Linked DNA regions of Gossypium hirsutum: regions 1 and 3 are each linked to region 2. Evidence: chromatin contacts called from public Hi-C data. All regions are on one chromosome and are shown on one strand. Each heading gives the region's core, a stretch centred on a gene start, on an enhancer-like site or on the middle of the called end of the contact. The rest is flanking DNA. Distances are from core to core; before and after follow the strand shown.

Region 1 (4,411 bases), core at 1,745-4,244, 170 kb after region 2:
TCTTTGAAGGGGTTAATGAAGGTGGATCATGTTATCTCTAAAGTAGATTTACATACTTTCTTTGTGCAAATTAAAGGAAACAAAGATGGCCAAAGAAAGTAAATGGTGTAACCTTCTCTAAAGGGTTTTTGATCATTTTTAGAATAAAGTCGGAACACACTGCTTTCATCTCCAACTTGCAAAGCAAAGGCTGCTCCTCTATCATTTTTATATAATACAAAGTTGAGTATGTTTTCATGATGGATATTTTTTAGTTTTTTTTTTAAATTTATCCCATTTTTATTATGCCCGAAAATATGTCGAACATGGGTATTTTATATTTCAATCATGTGTGCTTTGTAGCTTTTAAAACCCTTGGAATTTTGTGGCTCAGAAAATGATAGATAATACAAGTAAAAGTGAGATGGGTAAGGGCACTAGTGGCCAATTTCATCATAGTTGCAGCAGCAACAATAGTGGGGGGTAGATCCCACATTGGCAAATCGTAAAACAAAACAAATACAGTAACCTTCCTTTTTCTTTTTTCATTTTTGGAATGCCTATTTTCTGGCCTACGGAGATAGATTAGACAGGCGTCACTCCTCCATTTGTTCGAATTTCTTCATTACATACACAATCATAATCTTCATTTCTAGAATACTGCAGGAAGAATCTCAGAAGGATTCACGTGGAAGGGGAAAAGAGAGAAATCTATAGTGTGAGTGTGGTTCTATTCTGCCTAATTTTTAAAGCTAGATTTTCTCTTCTTTTTCAACATGGCAATTATATTCTTTAATTTGGGCCTCAAATGAACAACAAATTAAAAGACATATTTATGTTAATGAGTCAGTGTTGGCACCATTGAAAATCTAGGATGGCAGAAAGCAGAACTGAATAGAAATAAAAATGTAAACCATATTCTATGACTGGTTGAAGCCTAAGTGGAATGCGTACTCAGCTTCGACTAAATAATGATGGCAATCAAGTTTTGGTCAACTTGCCCATATTGTATCCATTAAGCTGAAACAATGGCCGCAATGGATCCTCTAAAGACAAACTGAGCAATCAGATTCTGAGGATTTTCCCAAGGGACAGTGCCTATTGAGTCACCCAATTTGGCCACATCACCCTCTGACATGGCACCCATGTTCTAAGCTTGTGATAGTGAATATCGGATATGAGTATTTTCCAAGTTTATTCTATGTATTCGAAGGATTCCTCAATCGATATTCGTGTTTGAAAAACGCCTTCTTATCATTATTAGAATTGAAATTGAAACATGGAATACAATAGAAAACAACTGTCTTCCATATGCATACATTTAATATCCTAAGTTAAAAGACTTTAAAACACAGAGCTTTGGGGAGGCTGAGCTCCATGAAATCCATTGCCATAAAGATTTTGGCCCTCAAATCTGAGGCCATTAGAAGCAGTGAGATACTGCTGGGATGATGTAAACCAGCCCTCTTGACTTGAATTCAAAGCCATAGCTGAAGCATCATTGTTATGGTCTGCTTTTTGAAGGGTGGAGGACAGTTTTTGGTGCAATGCAAGAACATGATCGGATTGATTGTCTGAAAAACCAGTGTTGGGGGTGGTGATACTGAGTGTAGTAATATCATGAATGCTTGGTCTCTTCTTATCTTTCCCTCCTGAAAGCTGCCTCTGAAAGTATTTTTGAGCATGGCTAGCAACCTGTGTTGGAGTCTTCGAAACCACAAGATTCCTCGATATATTTCTCCAGTCCCCTTTACCATACTTCATTAGTCCCATCAAAAACCGCCTATACATACATACAAACATATATATATGAATTTATGTCAAGATTGCCAATGCAGTGTACTGGTGAAAGATATCCGCACTGAACAAACACACAAAGAGAAAATTATCATGAAACAAGAAGAAACAGAGGGAAAATTTTACCTGTGTTCTTCCTCAGTCCATGGAACCCCTTTCTTCCTCTCATGATCAGGCCCTTTAGCCCCATTAGACCTTTTCCTGTAAGGTTCAAAATCATGATTATCAACCATTTCAAATGTGAAAGATGAAGTAAGATAACCCGGAATTGGGATTCTTCCAGATTCAATATCGAAAACATCTTCTTCCAGTTCTCTATACTGTTTAATCACATCTGAAACGGTTTTTCCTGGAATCATTGCTGCTACTTTCATCCATCTATCAGGAACATCTTCACCATATATTGCTAAAGCACTCTCAAATCTTTTGTTTTCTTCTTTAGTCCAATATGGGTTTCTGCTTATATCTTCTTGATCAAACCAATCTGAATTCGACATGAAAGAAGTTGCAAAGAAAGTTTCCATAGACAAAAAACCTCAACATAAAAAAAGACAGCAACTTTTAACATGAAATAAAAATGAAAAAACTAAAAAGCAAGATTTTTTTAGTGCTTAAGAGAGCATCGAAATGAGAATCATTTTCATGGGAATCAAGAATCAATTCTTTTTTCTTTCTTTTCAACAGCAAAAACTGAAGAATCAAAAAAAGACCATTTTTTTTAGAATCAAGAGAATCTTAAAAAAGAACAATTTTTTTTTTGCATTCTTTATTTATGTATAACTTGAAAACAAGCTAAAACCCATAGAGATTTGTAAACAAGCCATGCTTAGAGCTTAGAATTTATACTAAAAACAAAGCAATAAAGTAGAGGGGGGAAAAAGGCTAATAAATGGCAAAATAATGAAAGATGGTTGGACAAAATAAAGACCCAATTGAGTAAAAAAAGATGAAAAGATGATTATTTGGATACTAAAACTGATATAGTAGAGAGGGTGGGGGGGGGATGGGCTTTCTTTGTTTGGATTGCTGGAAAAAGAAAAGAAAATGATCGAAGGGAAAATGTAGAAGAGAAAATGAAGAAGGCAGGGAGGAAAAACAAATGGGGGTATATGGTATTCTGATCGTTGAGGAGACAAGAGTTGGAGAGAGAAAAGGAAGCTTAAAAACTGTGGCTTGTTAGGATTGGATTGAATTCAATTCAAAAAGTGTTTTTTTTTTCTGTTAAAAGAAAAAATTGAACACAGAGTGTTAAAAAGTGAAGATTTTTCCTCTTCTCATGTAAGGGAGTTGATTGTGGTAAATTGGTAATTTACTTTTTGCTTCTAATTTCATTTATTTATTTACTTTTGGGTTCTAAGGTTTGGTGTAGTGGAACACTTGGTTAGCCAAAAGTTGTAATGATTATCTTGAAAAGGAGAAAGGCAAAAAATATAAAAGATAAAAAAGGAAATAAATAAAAGGGGAGTAATTTAGTGATTTATGTTTGGGTAAATTAAGAAAGCGCATTTAGTAGTATGCGTATTTTTATTTTCTTTTCAAAATTTTAATTATTTCTTAAATATATATAGATATCAACTTTACCCATTTATGTATATCAATAAACATGTTATATTTTATATAATTTGTGTATGGTATTTAAAAAGAATAGATATGCTATATAACCATCACCAATTTTGTCATTTTGTAGAATTTTAAAAGAATAGAAGAAGAATTAGTCCATGACGCCATCATATCAAAATGAACATAAACTGACAACTTTTGTAATAAAGTTAAAAACAAACTCTTTTTTGTTTTCTTAAAAGTTAAAAATATCTTATTCGAGTTACCAAAACAATAGATCTTACTCTTTGTACTTTCAAGGTAAAATGGTTTTAATAACCTCGTCTTTCAATGAAGCGCCTGTAGCTCAGTGGATAGAGCGTCTGTTTCCTAAGCAGAAGGTCATAGGTTCGACCCCTATCTGGCGCGCGTTCCCTTTTTCATTTTGTTATATTTATATGGTGAAATTCATTTGTCGTAAAATTAGAATTTTTTATTTATTTAAATAATTAATGAATTAATCTGTATTGATTAAATTAAAAAGTAAATTGATAATTTTTATTAAAAATTTTATCGATTTGTTTGTACTATTATAATATCATACCCTGGAGCTGAAAGAAGGAAGGAGATATCAATGCTGTGGAATGGTTAGAATTAGAAGAGGAGATATTTGAACAAAAATAATTTTGTTATATGTCCCATAAAGAATATTAAATTAAATGACGTGAAAAAGGGAGCTTAAAGACATAAAACTAAAACTTTTTTCTTTCCGAAACCTCAATCCAAATTCCCTTTTCTTTTCTTTTCTTTTTTTTTTTTTGGTTACCCTATCAATTATAAAGATAAAGAAAAAAACAAAAAAAAAGGGAAAGGTTTTCTTGTCTTATAAACAACTAAATTAAAATTTGAATAAGCTAATCTAATTAGTTTGGATTAAACAAGTTTTGAATTAGTCCTCCAACTTATATTTTTTTTTAATTTTTGAATTTGATTGCAAGATTGACCATCCATTTTGACTTGTAAGGGTCATTTGTGGGTGCAATATATCGATAAAAAGTGAAAAGGCTAATTTAATTAGTTACATCAAAAACTTTTA
Region 2 (4,297 bases), core at 1,488-3,987:
GGGGCCTTAATCATGTCATTCTTTAAAGACATAATTTAATCACAAATTTATCACTAACCATTCTTATTTATTTCAAAGAAATAGAACTAAAGCTTGTATCAATTATTTTCTGGAGGTCATAGCCTTATCATACCAATTCTTTAGGGTTGTATTGCTATCATAGCCTCTCCATTTTGTTTAATTAACTCACTACGTTACTATCATTCAAATAACTTTTAAAAAGCTTTCAAAATGATCTGATTTAAGGTTTATGATTTTTTTTCAATAATATTATTTTTAAAATTGGAATTGTGTTCTCTCATGTTTAGTAGGTAAATAGAAATTTTAAAAGATGGAAATTGAAAGAGTAGAAAAAATGAAGATTTTTTTTTCTTTTCATAAGTGTGCTTGGAAAAAATTGAAAGAAAAAGTAAATTTCTTACTATCTATTACTAGCTAAAGTAAAACAATGAAAGGAAAGAATTAAAACATTTGAAAATTGCATAATTTTGAACTAACATATACTTTTCTCTCTTTTTTTTTTTCACTTCTTATCATTCTAATTTAGAAAGATTGATTTTTATGTATTAGGATAAAAAAAAATTGTATTTTCTATTTTCTTTCCTCTCACCTTCTTTCTTACCGAGCACACTTAACATTTATTTTCTTTCAATTTTTCTATTCTCTCCTTCTATCCCTCTACTTGTCTATCTAACCAAGCACATCCTAAGAGTGCAATATGTCTTATCACTACACCCAACATTTATTGGTAATATTTCCATTTTAATAATCATCATAAATGGGGGTAATTTAATTCATATTCTTTCCGATTCTTCATTTTTCTTAAAATATATTACATTTGATACATATCTTGATATGAATGTAGATAAGCAAGTTTAATGCTTCCAAATAAACAAAAGCAAACTAGAAAAGTTAAATTAAACATGCACATGTCCAACATGTATTTATAAACGAATTTTAATGATATAAATTCTCTAATATAACAAAAAATACATTTATGGTATATTTGACTACCACAAGAGTAATTGGATAAAAATATAATTACTATCTTAATAATTACACTCTATTGTGATTACAAAAAATTGTAATTCCCTTAACTTGTTTGCTAGTAAAAATTGTAATTAGACAGTTATATAATTTATTTTGCAAAATATTAATTACTAAAAACGTATTAGTATGATAAATAAAAATTCTAAATGAGTAACAAAAATTAAAATTGAATTATCATATGTAATATGTTAGTCCAAGAAAATAGTTGATAATGTTATTACTAATAAAAATAACAATAAAAATAAATATCATATGTAGTTTGGTCTAATTGCTCTAGTATTCCATATTTGTTGGGTTATTCACTCTTTAACATTCAACATATAGTCCTTATTACATCTAAATATGAATTTGCATCATTAAGATTATCAAGATTTTTTTCTTCCATGTACTCTTCAAAGTTTGAACCATCTCAATTCCGCCTATAAATGAAGTTATAAAGTATAACATGTGATCCAATTTTTTTTTTTTTATTGTTATGCTAAGGTGGTGTTGTTAATATAGGAAACCTCTTTTTTAGAACAACAAATGTCTTCTTAACCATATTTTGGAAGCTTTCAATGTCTCAAATTAAAGAGTTTCACAAGTTGTCTCTAGTACTTATGTTTGGCTCCATTCTCTCAAATGGTATCGTACCTCATGATATGGTGCAAGAAAACATTTTTGTATTTGCATAAGTAGCATCTACCACATTATATTTGGGTTCCAGTGCAAATAAGCTATAGTTTTAATTATATAAACTCAATTTGAAAAGAGACTTATGCTAGGCTATAGCCCTTTCTATAATAAGTACTTAAGTTAAAATAATATAAATTTTATAATATATAACCTTTTTAAAGAAAGGTTTTATAAAGTATCCAATAACTTTCAAACATCTCTTATAAATAATATAATTTTTGTCATAACTTTAGGAAGTTATTTTTTTATAAATAAATAATGAAAAAAATTATAACATTTTTTTAAAATATTTTTTATACTATATAGCATGGACACGTACAATGGTGGATTTTTTGACTAAATTTTGGGGGCCTAGTAAAATTTTCAAAAAATTTAAGAGTTTAATGAGACTTTTTTTTAAACAATTGGGGGTCTAATTGAAAATTTTGTGAGATTAGTAAGAATTTTCATAAATTTGAGGAAGCTTAATTAAAATTTTCTAAAATTTCAAGGAAAAAAACCTTTTTTTTTTAAATTTTGGTGGGGCCAAGGCCTTCTAGAGGATCTGCCCCTAGACGTGTAAATAAGTTATGCCATACTTTATGACTCTAACTTTTTTATTAATAAGTAGATTATAACACTTTTATAACATTAAAATTATTTTTATAATATAATTTTTTTTGTTATAACTTTCAAAAATACATATAAATTATTTTTTATAATATATTTTTTTAAGATTTATAATATAACCTTAGAAACTTTTGGCCATACCCATACCAAACACTCCTACTTATTTATTATTATAATATAGTTTTTTATAACTTATATAAAAATAATTTTTGAAATTAAATCATGTACGAGTATTTGAAAAGTTATACAATAATTAGATTTAAGTGTAATTATCCTAATTTTCGCATTCCCTTAAAAATTGAAAAGTATAATTTCTAATTCAGTCGAACTTATAAATTGCAATAATTATCCAAATATATTAACTTTATATAATTACAAAATAATTACATGCAAAGGGCGAGAAAGAAAAAGCAAGCTAATTGTATAGAAGTCTTCGGATATAATGACCTCAGTCTTCTATTTGAACGTTGATTTTCAAGGTTTTGTCTTAAAAAGGGCAATTTCTAAGGTCCACTAAACCATGATAAACCGGTCGAATATGAAGCCCAAACCCAATCTCGACCGTCTGGTCAAGAACAACCCTAAAACCCTAATTCCCCTTTCCCATTTCTCATCCTACTATATAACCCTACTGTAACCCTAATCCCCATTTTAACCGAGCATAAACTCATCGTCTTGGCCTTTTGTTACTAATACTACCATCCCAAAATGGCAGTGAAGCCCTCCAAAGCCGACAAGAAAATCGCCTACGATGCTAAATTATGTCAGCTCTTAGACGAGTACACCCAGATCTTAATTGCGGCAGCCGACAATGTGGGTTCGAATCAGCTCCAGAACATTCGCAAAGGTCTTCGAGGTGACTCAGTTGTTCTCATGGGTAAAAATACAATGATGAAACGGTCGGTCCGTATGCACGCTGAGAAAACCGGAAACCAGGCTTTCCTTAACCTTATCCCCTTGCTTCAGGTTCTTTAAACTTCTAATATTTATTAATATATTTTTTTTGGTATATTGGGCTCATTATTATTTTGTGTATAGAGCAAAGAAGTGATTGTTTTATGGGTTTATTTTAATCAGGGAAATGTTGGTTTGATTTTTACCAAGGGTGATTTGAAGGAAGTTAGTGAGGAAGTTGCCAAGTACAAGGTTTGTTATTATATCTTTCATATGAATTAAAATTGAAATATTTGATATTAGAATTGTTTCTGTCATTCTTTTTTTGTCAATGTTGCAATGTAATAAATGGAAAATCGAATTAAGAACATGTGAACTTGATATTTCATATTCTGTTGAAGTTATTATTATGTTGTTGAAAGTAGGTATTTATCTTTCACATTGATTTAATAATATTTTAGCTTTTTGATAGCTGAGAAATTCCATTCTCAGCTTTTGGGCTCGATTGTAAGAAGTTAAGTTGCATGTATGCTTCTGGGGATTCATTCTTTGCTTTCAACTCACTTGCTAACGTATTGTGATTGTTTGCGGCAATCCATATTCTTAAATTAAGCAATGGATTTGATACCAGTCTGATTGTGGAGTTCTATCTGGTTTTCTTTTGGTTCTGGATTTAGAAGTTGGGGACACCATTTGCTTCTGGTTCATTTGCTAGTATATTATAATAGTTTACTTGAACCCCCATACTTGAATTAACCAATACATTCGACGGAAATCTCTTTGTGGAGTCCAATTGTGTGTCCTTTTGGTTCTAGATTTGAAACTCATATGTTGTATTTTGAATCAGACTATCATGAATTTTTTCTTGGTTCTGTAAAGTTCAAGTTAATTTAATGTAGTTGTTTATTGCTAAAATATTGTGTTATTGGATCTGGCTTCAAAAGTTGAAAGATTCATTGTTTGCTGCTGGTTCATTTCCTAGTAAGTTATAATAGTTTTCATTTGAATGTATTATGAATTTCTTCTTGGTGCTATGAAGTTCAACTTCGTTTGATGTAATGGTTGTTTC
Region 3 (4,541 bases), core at 1,260-3,759, 200 kb before region 2:
CAAGAATCAAGCAAGAAAATCAAGATAAAATCAACCCACTCTCCACAATTAATGGTCGGCCAAGCAAGGAAGCAATTCAAGGGATTTCCAAGCTATTTTTAGCTACCTCCCATGCTATTCCTCTACTATAAATACTACGTTCATTTCACTTCTCAATCATCACTCATTTTTTATTCATCACATTTCTCTTCTCCTTTCCACGCATAAGCCTTCCCATTTCCCCATTTCCTTTAGCTAACATTTTCCCTTGAGGAAAACCACAATTGGTCGGCCACTTTGATGAGCATTTTACAAATGAGCAATCACGAGAACTGGAGTAAGCCACCACAATTGGTCTTCGAAGAACCACCGAAATCATCAAGAGTTTCTTCTTTCCCGTTCTCTAATTTTTTTTTTAGTTATTCAACATGTTCACAAATTGTTTTGATGGTTTTCCATTGACAACGATGGCTTAATTTTGTTTTAGCTAGAATGATTGCATTAATTTGATGAAGTTCATTTGATTCATGTTTATGATGTTATATGCCTCAGTTGCTCATGCTTCCAATTAAAATCATTTATGTATTTCATGCATTAGAACATGTTTGAATGCATTTGAATTAGTTGATCAATCCTGACCAGATGGCAATTAATGGACACGATAATTGGAAGGTGCTTGCTTAATTTAGATCCTAATCTGATTAAATTAAAAGTTCGTAATAACTCGAAAGAGCTCTATTACCTTGCATAACTTTAGGTTATTAAATTATTTCAAACCTGATCCGTCCCTGTTACTTCACATAAGTTCTAAGGAATCCTTAGTTAAATGTAAACATAAAAATATACATGTTTTTTTTAAGTATAAGATTTTGAAAGAACTTATATTAGATTCCAAGTTAATAAACGATCGAGTTGCCAATTTTTTCGGAACATTGTTAAGCATGATGAAAAATGAATTAAGTCAAACGTTGTAATTATTCTAGCCTATTCATGTTTACTACTAAACCATCACCTTGCATTTCATTTCATTTGCATTTAGGTTAACTTGCATTTAGTTAATTAACTTAATTTGACACCTATCACTCAAAATTATTGTGTTTTCCTTAACCAATTTATGAATAGTAATTTTACAATTATTGATTTAAATGCAGTCCTTGTGGAGACAATAAATCTAATACTTACTTATTACTTGAAAACGATTGTGTACACTTACACATTTCGTCGCGAACCATCTTGGCATAACGACTTTACCTTGTGAAAATACTGCAAGATTGTCATGTTATGTTACGCCATCAACAAAAATTAGCTCTCAAGAAGTTGAAGCTTCGTGCCATTTCTATTGGGGAACAAACTTGCCAATGTATCCCACGTTTCTTTAGGAGTTTTGGCATCCCGGATGTGCTTTAGCATGTCTTTTTCAATTGTCATCTTCAAAACGCACATTGATTTGCCCACTTTAATCTTCCACTTCCGCATCATATCACTTGTAGGCTCTGCCACTAGTTACGTGATTTCGCTTCCATTCACCACCTCCTACAGGTTTTGGCCTTGCAAGTATAACGTCATACATGTTGACCAAGATTTGTAGTTTTGATTATTGAGTTTCTTAACTCCACCTATGACATGAAGGTCACTCATTTTACCAAGAGGAAACACATCAAACGATACAGAAACCTAGCTTGGATACCAGGATGTAGAACACGCAACAAATAACATAAGAAAACAATAAAAATAAAGGAAGTTGAACTAAACTGATCGATAATTTCTGAAACCAACTAAATGCCTTATATAGGCTTACATCCTATGACAAACCATTAACCTTAAAACTAGAGACGTATCCCATGACAAGCTACTATCCTTAAAACTAGAGATATCCCATGACAAACCATTATGCTAGAAAACAAGAACAACTGATTAAATTAAACATTGATTAAAGGCTCAATTAATAAACCAACAGAAAACAATTAACTAGACCGATAGACCAAACATAAACAACACAAACATTGCTAGTGATGTTGCTTTAACATTCAGCTAAAGTTGAAACGAGCTATGGTTTAATTTTGAAAATATATATGTATTCTTTTTATTCCCAAAATTGGAATCGCAAGATTTAGTGTATAGATTCAACCTCCAAAAATCGACGGTGAGAATGGTTTCCAACCAAATCAAAACAACTTCAAAACTAAGCTACAAGTGGCTCCAATGGCACGTGAACCAGAATAGATGAATCGCTTCCTCATTATTTCACTCAACTATTTAAACAAGTCTTAAGGGCTAGCAAACTGAAAGAATCAAGTAGCTTTCATTTCATTTTTTTTGTTTTTTCGATTGTGACTTTTTAACTTAAAAATAAAAAATGGCAACAAAATCCGAATCAAAATTACGTTAATCCTGTATTGGTAGGTAAAATGGATCGCCTGAGGCCCAAGGAAATCTATCAACATGGGCATAAGATAAGAACGAAGATGGTGAATAAAACAATACGGACATAAATACAAAAAATAAATTAAAGGAAAATATAATTAAAAACAGAGGGCATTATTGTGATTATTCCATCCACCTAAAAGCAAAAATCTCAAAAAACGTAGGCTTTAAGTGAGAGAAAGAGAAGGAGGAGAGCTGAAGATTACAGTTGTTCCGTCATTTAAGATTTCTTTTGCTCTTCCTATTTCACCCTTCCCTCCTTCCTCTTATTTACACTCCTCACCACTCTCCGCCATTGTCGTTTCGCCATTTCCAGCTCCCAAGCTTCACCTAACACTTTTTGGACGCGCTGCGTTTAGAGCTGAGAAAGAAGAAGCACAAGATAAGGCTTATTTTGATCCGCGAGGAGTAAAATCTGAGGAGGTGAAAGATGAATCGGAGCTTTAGGGCTCAGCAAGAAACGGCAATGCAAGCGGCGGTGTTGAAACAACGGCAACAATTAAGAGCTTCGATGATGAAAGAGAAAGAAGAAGAGCTTGCATTGTTTCTCGAGATGCGAAAACGTGAGAAAGAACAGAGTGATCTTCTTCTTAATCACTCCTATGAGGACTTCGACGCTCCATTAGGTGAAGTTTCTAAAATTTCTTCAACTTTTCTAGGGCTCTTTTTCTTTTTAATTTTAATTTTTGGTAATTTCTTGAAACTGTAGGATCTAAACCTGGAACTTCATCGATATTTAATCTTTCAGCATCAACAGCGACTCCGCCGAGAAAAGCGGCTGCCGCTGCCGATGATTTTCTTAATTCTGATGGTGATAAAAATGATTATGACTGGTAACTTGTTTGTTTATTCTTTTAATTTAATTTAATTTAATTTAAGGTATTGTTTGGCTGAAACCAAACTGCAAAAAGGCGCCTTTCGATCTAGAAGTGAATAAAAATTCTGAAGGATTAAAATTGTAAAATCTTTACTATTTTTTAGATGCGGAGCAATTATATTGGAATTAGCTTTCAGTTTAGATATTTCTTTATCTTTAATTTTAATATTGATATTGATTTATTTTAGCTTTTAGGAAATAAGAAGTATAAAGAATAAATTACCAAAAGGCAGAAGCATTGGCAACAACCAAACAGAGCCTTGATTTTATAAATCATATTCATGCTTAGCTTAGTTTTGTTATCAGTTATTGGTAGGTTTTCGTATAATTTACTTAATCTTGTCCAATGTATTTTTAAGGCAATAGGAAGAAAAAGGAAAAAAACAAGTAAGAAGGGTTATAATTATTGGTGGCATGTTTAATTGATTAAGTTAATAATTTGATGGTTGTGATGGGCACTTTTAAAATGTGCCCTGGGGTCGCTAGTGGCAACTAGAGCATTTATTTTTTCTAAACTTCAGTTGGCCATTTTGAAATATAATATTAGTGATGATTTGTTATGGTTTCTTTTGATGAATCGATTGCAGTCTTTGTTTTGGGGATTCAAACTTCAGTTTCCTACTTTTTAGTTGAGTTGAATTATTTTTCATTTTTAGAAACTTGATTCCATTTGTTTCTCATGGTTCTATGTTCTTTTCTGGTCCAGTCTGATCAGATTAAGATGTCATGTTTTGCGAATCCTATTAAGTTCCTTTTATATGTTGCCTTCTCTAAAAGAAGTTAGAACTTTGAAATTTTGTAGATTTAGCTGCCACTTTGTGGGCAAATCTAGGTTAGTTGCCTTAAAATATTTAAGTTCCAGATTTTCAAACAAGCCGAATGTTCAAACTCAAGAGAAAATGTTTAGATGACAAATTTGTAGATTATGCTTGTAATTAGGTTCCAATGCTTTGATATAAATAGAGAAAGGGTCCCAAGACAAGGACTGAATTCGGAACTTCTTCTCTAATTGGGGCTGAAAGATGTGTTAAGGTCTTTCGCTTGCTTCAGCTTTGCACTAATCCTTTCTTTTTCCTACGTGAATGTAACTAAGTTAAATTATTTTCTTTTAATATGACAGAATTAACAGGAAATCTCTTCCATGTCAGGCTTTTAACACCTCCTGGTACTCCTCTTTTTCCTTCCTTGGAGATGGAGTCACAGAAGACTGTAATGAGTCAGATTGGTACTCCTAAGGCTCGTCCAACTGCCCTGAAATCTA

What was found. Hi-C and Micro-C count contacts between places; a contact is called where the count stands out from the background.
Region 1: a contact with region 2 is called in a Hi-C map of leaf, with 1.8 times the contacts expected there. The contact joins the promoter of LOC107955159 here to the promoter of LOC107955164 in region 2. A contact is called at or near these places in 5 of 34 Hi-C or Micro-C datasets (callus, hypocotyl and leaf).
Region 3: a Hi-C map of leaf shows a contact between it and region 2, with 2.0 times the contacts expected there. The contact joins the promoter of LOC107955169 here to the promoter of LOC107955164 in region 2. A contact is called at or near these places in 3 of 34 Hi-C or Micro-C datasets (hypocotyl and leaf).

The regions. Positions count from the first base shown.
Region 1 is chrD04:12,804,817-12,809,227 of Gossypium_hirsutum_v2.1, reverse strand. It overlaps LOC107955159 (transcription factor DIVARICATA), which reads right to left and starts at 2,994. Exons shown (of 2, transcript XM_016890888.2): 1 at 1,903-2,994; 2 at 1,219-1,762. The coding sequence starts at 2,300. The coding sequence ends at 1,324. TRNAR-CCU (transfer RNA arginine (anticodon CCU)) reads left to right here and starts at 3,672; the gene lies at 3,672-3,744.
Region 2 is chrD04:12,972,897-12,977,193 of Gossypium_hirsutum_v2.1, reverse strand. LOC107955164 (60S acidic ribosomal protein P0) reads left to right here and starts at 2,737. Exons shown (of 5, transcript XM_016890892.2): 1 at 2,737-3,300; 2 at 3,412-3,480. The coding sequence starts at 3,043.
Region 3 is chrD04:13,168,293-13,172,833 of Gossypium_hirsutum_v2.1, reverse strand. It overlaps LOC107955169 (translation initiation factor IF-2), which reads left to right and starts at 2,509. Exons shown (of 5, transcript XM_016890896.2): 1 at 2,509-3,029; 2 at 3,113-3,236; 3 at 4,429-4,541. The coding sequence starts at 2,834.